Linked DNA regions of Sus scrofa: regions 1 and 3 are each linked to region 2. The links are chromatin contacts, called in public Hi-C and HiChIP or PLAC-seq maps. All regions are on one chromosome and are shown on one strand. The core of a region is the stretch at or near the end of the contact, and the rest is flanking DNA. Distances in the headings are between cores, read along the strand shown. Region 1 holds the start of GTPBP3 (tRNA modification GTPase GTPBP3, mitochondrial). Region 2 holds the start of MYO9B (unconventional myosin-IXb). Region 3 holds the start of BABAM1 (BRISC and BRCA1-A complex member 1).

Region 1 (2,700 bases), core at 108-2,607, 210 kb after region 2:
CAGGTTCGATCCCTGGCCTCGCTCAGTGGGTTAAGGATCCGGCGCTGAGGTGAGCTGTGATGTAGGTCGCAGAGGTGGCTTGGATCTGGCGTTGCTGTGGGTGTGGCATAGCCTGGCAGCTGTAACTCCGATTCGACACCTAGCCCAGGAATCTCCATATGCCGCGGGTGCGGCCCTAAAAAGCAACAACAACAATAATAATATTACAGTCCTCCTAGTTAAATGTGAATTTCGGATAAATGAATAAATTTTCAGTATGTCCCAAGTATTGCATGGGATATAGTTACACTAAAACGTTACTCATTGTTTATCTGAAATTCACATTTAACTGAGTGCCCTGTATTTTGCCTGTCACTTGGACCTCCCGACCACCCTGAATGGCCTCCTCCATTAGACTGAAAAGCCAGCGCGCGCAGAGTCCCAGGCAAATTCTGTTCTCACACAGTAGGCACTTGATGTATACTTTCGACAGACAGAACTCGGAGACGGCGAATGTCATCGTTTGCCCTTCTTTACAAATGAAAAAATTGAGCAGAGCGAGGCATGGGGTCTTTAGACCTGTATCCTGTTCGTCTTCCCAAAGTATATGAGCGCCGCCCTCCCGCTCCGTCCTAGAACCAGAGAATTAGTCGTGCGAAAGCGTCCTGCTGAGATCCCACCCGTCCGGTGCCTGGAATTCCACCATCTGCGCTTTATTCCATCAGCCGCCGCTGTCCTGGGTTAACCTGAAAGTAATCTCTGAGACTCCCCTCTGGCTTTCGGGGAGCCATAGACCAACCGAACACTCAACTCTGCAGCAGCAGACCTGGGCCAGAGTAGCCCAGAGGGGCGAGAGGACTGTGCTGGGGGTTCTAGGGAAGCTTCCTGGCAAAGGGGACCTTGGAGCTAGGCACTGAGGCTGAGCTTGTCAGAGGAAGAAGGGTATACGAGGCCATGGAGACAGCGGGAGGAAATCTAGGGAGGGGTGAGAACTGTAGAGTTCCGAGAAAACTAGAAATCTTCCCAGAAGTATGGACAAGATTTTCCCAGGGTCAGTGCATAGGTTCCCCGGAATTCTCTCCCGGTCACTGAGATGCTCTTGCTTCGCCTAAGGCTATGTAGTGGCCAAACGGGACTCAAATCCTTTCTTCTCCATAATTCCCACCGCCCTAAGCCAAGCCCTGTTCTTACCCCCACCCTCTTTTCCGGTATCTCAGATCCCTGCTGCTCTAGGATCCCAAAAATTCTGTCTAATGTTGCAGGGGGAACACCATTTAGCTGCACCCGGAGTGCTAGCACCCTGTCCTTTCCTGGAATCAGCCAATAGAAGCTAAGATCTTCAGTGGGTGGGCGGTACGTCTTCTACGGGGCCCAATGGTAACCGAGAATTGTTGAGCCCTTTACGGATCACGCCGCGAGGTGGGCGGGGCTAGCCCCGGCTGGGCGCTGCCAAGGCTGGTCGCTGATTGTGAATCCATGTGGCGGGTACTATGGACCCTGGTAGCCCGGGCGGCACGTGGGCCTCTCAGGTGGGGCTTCTCACTTGGGGGAGGGGGTGTGACGGCGTAGGGCGCTGCTTGGGGCCCAGATCCTCTCCCTAGGATCTGGAGGTCCAGTTCCCTTTGGCAGAGCCGTATTTTTGGTCTTCTTCCAAGGCTCTGTCCATCCCCCTGCCGCAGAGCCCACATGTGGATCAACTTCTCTCAGACATCTCTATTCAGTCATCTTACGGCCTCAAACCTTCCAATCTTTTCATCCCCCCGGCCGCAGAACTTACACTTGGGGCATCTCCTGACCATCTAGCCTTCGATCCACCTGCCACTCTGGCGGCAGAGTTTCTCAGAACACTGACTCTCCTCCTCTTCCAGTTCCAGGCCGTGCCCGCGCCAGAGCAGTGGCGCCCCGGCCCTGGGTCCCGGGTCCACTATCTTCGCACTGAGCTCTGGCCAAGGCCGCTGCGGCATCGCTGTCATTAGAACCAGCGGCCCAGCCAGCGGGCACGCCCTCCGGAGCCTTACGGCGCCCCGGGACTTACCCCCGGCCCGCAAAGCCTGCCTGCGCCTCCTCAGCGACCCCTGCTCTGGGGAGCCTTTGGACCGCGCGCTGGTGCTTTGGTTTCCAGGTGAGGGACTTCAGATCTGCAACCTCATATAGCTTCTATGACCCAACTTCCTCCTTCCGGACTTTTACCCAGGTGGTATCCTCCTGACACCTATCTCCTCACCATACTAGGTCCCCAGAGTTTCACCGGTGAGGATTGCGCGGAGTTCCATGTGCATGGAGGCCCAGCTGTGGTGAGTGGTGTCCTGCAGGCCCTGGGTGAGTCTGCAGCCTTGGGTTTAAGGTGTGGCTATATACCAGTGGGCCTGGATAGGAACCAAAAGGGGCTTAGGACCCTGAACCTTCCTGCAGGCAGTGTGCCAGGGCTGCGGCCAGCAGAGGCAGGCGAGTTCACCAGGAGGGCATTCGCCCATGGGAAGCTGAGCCTGACTGAGGTAGAGGGGCTGGCAGATCTGATCCATGCAGAAACTGAGGCGCAGCGGCGGCAGGCCTTGAGGCAGCTGGACGGGGAGCTGGGCCACCTCTGCCAAGGCTGGGCAGAGACCCTCACTAGGGCAAGTACACCATTTGCTCATCACTTGCCTGTCTAACCTGCATGAGAGCTTCCTGTGAGCCCAGTCGGGCACCTTGGGCCGGGCCAGACCTGGGCACACTGGGGGG
Region 2 (2,700 bases), core at 100-2,599:
GCCTCCAGGCACAGCAGGGAGAAGCAACTTTAACAAATGCTGGCTGGGTGCCACCTGCTCTGCTCCTTCCTTGGAATCCTCCCAACCCTAAAAATACCTAACAGTTGACCTGCTTTATCTTCATTTTCCAGACAAGGACTGTAGGTTTATACAGGTCATATAAACTTTGTGCCTGTTTTTTCAGGCTTTGCCTCCTTGAAATATTCTTGCTTTCAATCGATTCAAGAATTAGGGCGATTTTGCTTCTAGCATCCAGCTGGTCTAGGGGCTAGGATTCCTGATTTTCACCCAGGCTGCCCAAGTTCAATTCCTGAGCAGTTAAGATCTAACTTCAAGTCATTAGTCACTCCTGTCTCTCCGAGATCAGGTGGAGGAAACAAAAGTGATTTCACATGGCCTACTCAATTTTAATTCACACAGGCACAAAAGACATTGTGGAATGAACAAATAAACACAGCCCAGGAATCATGCCTGGCACCAGGGAAATGTTACCTAACCCTAACCCTTGCTCTTGCTGTGTGGGCCTGAGCAAATGACCTTCCCTCCCTAAAACTCCATCATCTCCTTTGTCCACTGCAAAATGATAATTGTAATAACAAAGGACCACTTTTAGGGTCCAGTCACTGTTTTAAACGCTTTGAAACCACCCACTAAGCCTACAAGGTTGAGCGGTAGCGTCATCAGCCCGCGGAGGAAAGCGAGGCAAAGAAGTTTAAGCCACTCGCCAGAGATGACCCAGGATCTAGCAGGCTTGACCAGGGACTCGAACTCAACCTCTGGTCCTGAGCCCACGCTGCAGGGCATGCGCATGGGCTGCATCCCACCTCCCAGAACCTACGCATCCTCCATGGTTCTCGGACGGGTCAGATCCGGACTCTCCCCGAGGACCCTCGCTCCCCAACTCTGCTGCCCTTCTGTCCCTAGCGCTCGACCATGGCCCTCCACTGGCACCCACAAATCCAGACCCGCAGCATCTCAACTCACCCAGCGCCACGCCCCGAGGTATCCGCCATTTTCCCGCCTTCAACTCAAAGGCCTGCTCTTCAAGTCCGCGCCCGCGCCCCCGCCCCCACCTCGACCAGGCCACATTGAGACGCCTCAGGAGGGGTTGCCGCGGGCCGTGATGAGTGTGGCTGTAGGCAGAGCGGGCGACTCCTCCGCGTGCGCCTCTCTGCCTTCCCCTCACACTTGGTTTCGCCCACCAGTGGCAGGGGGCGGTGGCATGGGCCGGTGGCAGGGGCCGGGTCGGAAGTGATGGGCGTGGTTTAGGGGTCCCCGCCCCCTAGCGCGCTGGCGTCACGCCCCCCGGACCCCGCCCCTCCGGAACCCGGAAGCGGGAGCGCGCGGGGGAGCCGCGGGCGCGGCGGGGCGGAGCGGCCCGAGGAGCAGCGGGCTGGCTGCCGGGCGGGGATCCGGCCCGGGACCGGCGGCGCGCGGCGGCCGAGGCCCAGGTGAGTGCCGGGCGGCCGCGGGTTGAGTGTTCGATCTTGAAGCTCTCATCGGCGGGCTGCCTTGTGGAGGGACGGATCTGAGGGTTATTGGGGGGGCGCGAAGGCAGGGGTCTAGGGGGCGGGAACGAGCGTGGGTGTCGCGGAGGGTTTGCAGGAGACGGAGTGGGAATGGGAGGATGAAGGAAAGTTGATGTGATGAGTCTGGTGAAGGAGTTTTTGGGCGGGTGTGGAGGCAGATCTTGTGGCTTTGAGCAGCTTCTCTGTGGAGGACGTGGCTTAAGTGGTAGTTGGAGGGTCGCAGGAAATGGGGCTGGGAGGGGGAGAGGCAAAGAGGCGGGGTTGAGAGGCCCAAGCTGGGGGTTGAGAGGAGCGAGGCCGCTGGGGGAACAGTCGGGGTGCGATTGGGAGGGAAGGGGTGCAGGACGGCCTGGGGGCGTCTTCCTGCGGTTGAAGAGGTAGAGGAATAGTGCCTGAGGGAGGGCAGTGCCTAGGACTCAGTGGTTGCTCAATAAACGCGAGGGGTTCTGAACCCAGTGGTACGGTGGCTGGCCGAATTGGTAAGAGGAGAAATGGGGGAGGGGAGGAGAGGCAGAAGCGGGGGTAGAAGTCAAGGCAAGAAACAGCTGAGGTCCGGTCCAGGGAGCGCCTGGGGAGGAGGGGAGGAAGGAAAAGACTAAAGGAAATGAAAGGACTAAAGTGGCCCGGTTCCGATGTTGGGGTGCAGCCCATGGAGATTCGAGGGCCTTCCTGTCCCCCTCTTGATTCATCTTATTCCTGACTTTGCCCCCAACTGCTGGGTGAGCCAGGCTAGTCCCAGCGCCTTCTGGGTGGTATTCAGGACTTGAAAACCCAACACTCTCCTCCTAAGACAGGGCTGGCCAGAGCCCGGGGGTTCTAGAGAGCAAGGAAGGTGCTATTGGGCCCGCTATGGGACCGGAACTGGGTTTCAGCGGGGAGGGGGGTGGGTGTGCACAGAACCCGCATGTGCTAAGCTGTCACCACCTCCTCCGAGTTGCATCCTTGGACTTAAATGGGTAAAACGACATACAGGAAATCTGTCCCCCAGCGGCTCTGAGCTTGCTCAGCCTGGGAGAGGCATAGCAGCCAGCAGGCGCCCTGTAGGCCAGGGGTCTTTAAGGGAAAGCCTCTCCTGTACCTCTTTGTCTGAGGTGGGAGCTGGTGGGAAGATTGTGCCTTACACTTGGTGGGTACCCGCTCCTTTCTTCCTGAGGTATATTCTGGTCTTGGA
Region 3 (2,750 bases), core at 176-2,675, 160 kb after region 2:
GCCGTGCCATAACCGCTACCTGAATCACCCCTTCCTTCCTTCTGCCTTTGGTTTAAACTGTGCAGAGCCTAGGGCAGCATGAATGTTCTTGAATCTCCCACCGACAGACCCTAGGAGGCTGAGTCTTCCTGCTTCTGTGTCCCCAGAGACACAAGGAGAGAAGTTGAAATTCTCTGATATTAGGGGTGTGTACCCAGGGGCAATGAAATTCTCTCTCTAACCCTCTGCTCTGGCCATATTAACCTGTGAGAGGCTCCAGCCCTCCAAGGCTCCTCAAAGTCTCCAGACCTTTGCCCAGGCAGTTCTTTCTGCCGAGAATGACCTCCCTCTTCTTGTTTTTTTTTCCAACAAATTCTCCATTTTCAAAGCAGTGATAGCCCCTCTGGGCTACCACTGAACCAGAGCCTGGCTGATTTGGGTAGGCTTTTACAAATAAAGAAACTGAGGCTCAGCTTTAAAGTGGTTATGGTGGAGTTCCTGTGTGGCTCAGTGGTAACAAACCCCAGTGGTATTCAAGAGGGTGCGGGTTCGATTTCTGGACTAGCTCAGTGGTTAAGGATTTGGCATTGCGATGAGCTGTGGTGTAGGTTGCAGATGCGGCTCAGATGTCAAGTTGCTGTGGCTGTGGTTAGGCTGGCAGCTGCAGCTCGCATTAGACCCGCAGCCTGGGAACTTCCATATGCTGTAGGTGCTGCTCTAAAAAGCAAAATAAAATAAAATAGTTATGGGGCTGAAGAGTAAATTCCGCATGAAGAAGGAAGAGTAGTTTGAAATAGTTCTGGCTTAGTGTTGTTGGTTTTTTGTTTTTTGTTTTTGTTTTTGGTCTTTTTGCCATTTCTTGAGCCGTTCCCGCGGCATATGGAGGTTCCCAGGCTAGGGGTGGAATCGGAGCTGTAGCCTACGCCAGAGCCACAGCAACGCGGTATCCGAGCCGCGTCTGCAACCTACACCACAGCTCACGGCAACGCCGGATCGTTAACCCACTGACCAAGGGCAGGGATCGAACCTGCAACCTCATGGTTCCTAGTCAGATTCGTTAACCACTGTGCCACGAGGGGAACTCCTGGCTTAGTGTTTTTTAATTTCTGCAGATGTATGTAAAATAAGGAGAATTAAATAATTGGGCGGGGCCTTGGGATCTAGACCACGCCTACCTCCGCGGCAAAAAAAAAAAAATCCCTCACTGAGGTGCGGTCAACTTCATCAATCACCAACCAGCCCGCCCCTTCTGAACTCTGCCCAACTGTTCCACTCCATTTAATTACGCTGCCAGCTCGGACTCCTCCATTTTTCGAACCCAATCCCACTAAAAGTCCTACTCCCCTCTGCCTCGTTCCAGCCTATCAGGGTAGAAGCATTGACCAGCGCAGTGGGAATCAGTCAGAAACATGAAAAGTTCCTCCTCATCTCTCTTTAGCCAATCACTTTCCAGATCCCTCTCCACTCGGCTCCACTCCAGTTTATCGCAATCCAAACCCCACCGCCTAGCACAGTCCCAGCCTATCAGCATCCAAGACTCTCCGGCTTCATCCCATTCACATCTCCGCGCGGCTTGAGGCCTGATGAACTACATTTCCCAGGAGATGTGGCGGCCGCGCCATACCACTTCCGGCTGCTAAAGATGGCGGCTTCCTAGCGAGTCGACAGCCGGGTTGGAAGGAGGTTCAGGCTACGGTGAGAAGTTGGGTGGTGAATGCTTGTGGGATTCGTCTCCAGAGGCCTAACGTCCCTAGCCGCAAAAGTTTTAGCCCCTCGCCTGCCTTGAGGCTTCCGCCTTCCGTTCTGGTTTCTCCTGCAGTCTAGCCTTCATCCCTCTTGCTGCAGCTAAGCTTTGTTTTCCTTAGAGATTGTGGGGGCTGCAAGGCGCTCAGAGATCATCCCCAGCAGCCCGCACCCATTGCGCAGTTAGGCAGCCCGCTCCACTGGCCTCCTGTTTTTCCTCAGAGGAAATTGTAGCACACAGATCTGTTCCCCTCCCTAGGCAGCCAGCGCCCAGTAGGGAGAACCCTAGAAGTTATTATTCCTTTCTTCACCAGGACATTTTCAGTTTCAGGTAACAAAAAAACCAACTCAATCTGGCTTAAGCAAGAAAAAGAATTTAGTTATAGATGGATCTAGGTGCTCAGAAGTCTATTTGTTGTTTACTGGGTGAGCATCTCTTCAGGCTCTCTTTCCCATCTTAGAAGCTTCTACCAGCTCTCTACTTGTAACCTCCCATCTCTGCAACTCTGATGAGTTCCCCTTTTCTAACAGCACTTTTGCAAGTTTCAGAGCGACCCCTCACTGGCCTACATTGGGTCATATCCCCATCTCTGAGCCATTCACAGTGGTCAGGTGTGCTCACTGGACAAAATAGGGAGGGGTTGGGTTAGCCCTACAGGAAAAAATAGACTGTTACCTTGAGTCAGAGTGGATGCTGCACTAAGTGTAAAAGGTGTCCATCCCATAGATGGGGAAACTAAGACCCTGGGAGGAGTGACTCTTACTGTCAGTAGGCAACTCATGCCTTGTTCTCCTGCCCAGTAACTAAATGCTTTTAAAACCCTTCAGGGAAGAATCCTGGCTTCTCCCATCCCTACTCCATCTAGCCACTCAGGAGCCATGGAGGTGGTGGAGCCCAGCAGTCCCACTGAGGAGGAGGAGGAGGAGGAAGAGGAAGAGGAGCAGTCTGCTGAGCCCAGGCCCCGCACTCGCTCCAACCCTGAGGGGGCTGAGGACCGGGCACTGGGGGCCCAGGCCAGTGTGGGCAG

Evidence for each region. A called contact is a pair of places that touch in the nucleus more often than the background predicts. HiChIP or PLAC-seq counts read pairs in DNA pulled down with a chosen protein or histone mark.
Region 1: a contact with region 2 is called in a Hi-C map of liver, with 7 times the contacts expected there. The contact joins the promoter of GTPBP3 here to the promoter of MYO9B in region 2. A contact is called at or near these places in 1 of 5 promoter capture datasets (liver), 3 of 47 Hi-C or Micro-C datasets (heart right ventricle, liver and skeletal muscle) and 1 of 2 datasets of contacts at active chromatin or transcription factors (alveolar macrophages).
Region 3: a contact with region 2 is called in an H3K27ac HiChIP or PLAC-seq map of alveolar macrophages. The contact joins the promoter of BABAM1 here to the promoter of MYO9B in region 2. A contact is called at or near these places in 1 of 5 promoter capture datasets (liver), 3 of 47 Hi-C or Micro-C datasets (alveolar macrophages, heart right ventricle and skeletal muscle) and 1 of 2 datasets of contacts at active chromatin or transcription factors (alveolar macrophages).

Annotation. Positions count from the first base shown.
Region 1 is chr2:60,354,060-60,356,759 of Sscrofa11.1, reverse strand. It overlaps GTPBP3 (tRNA modification GTPase GTPBP3, mitochondrial), which reads left to right and starts at 1,357. Exons shown (of 8, transcript XM_021083561.1): 1 at 1,357-1,508; 2 at 1,848-2,101; 3 at 2,212-2,594. The coding sequence starts at 1,456.
Region 2 is chr2:60,566,128-60,568,827 of Sscrofa11.1, reverse strand. MYO9B (unconventional myosin-IXb) reads left to right here and starts at 1,349. Exons shown (of 42, transcript XM_021083575.1): 1 at 1,349-1,451. HAUS8 (HAUS augmin-like complex subunit 8) reads right to left here and starts at 1,253. Exons shown (of 11, transcript XM_021083576.1): 1 at 985-1,253. The coding sequence starts at 1,013.
Region 3 is chr2:60,406,417-60,409,166 of Sscrofa11.1, reverse strand. It overlaps BABAM1 (BRISC and BRCA1-A complex member 1), which reads left to right and starts at 1,425. Exons shown (of 9, transcript XM_021083571.1): 1 at 1,425-1,674; 2 at 2,551-2,750. The coding sequence starts at 2,602.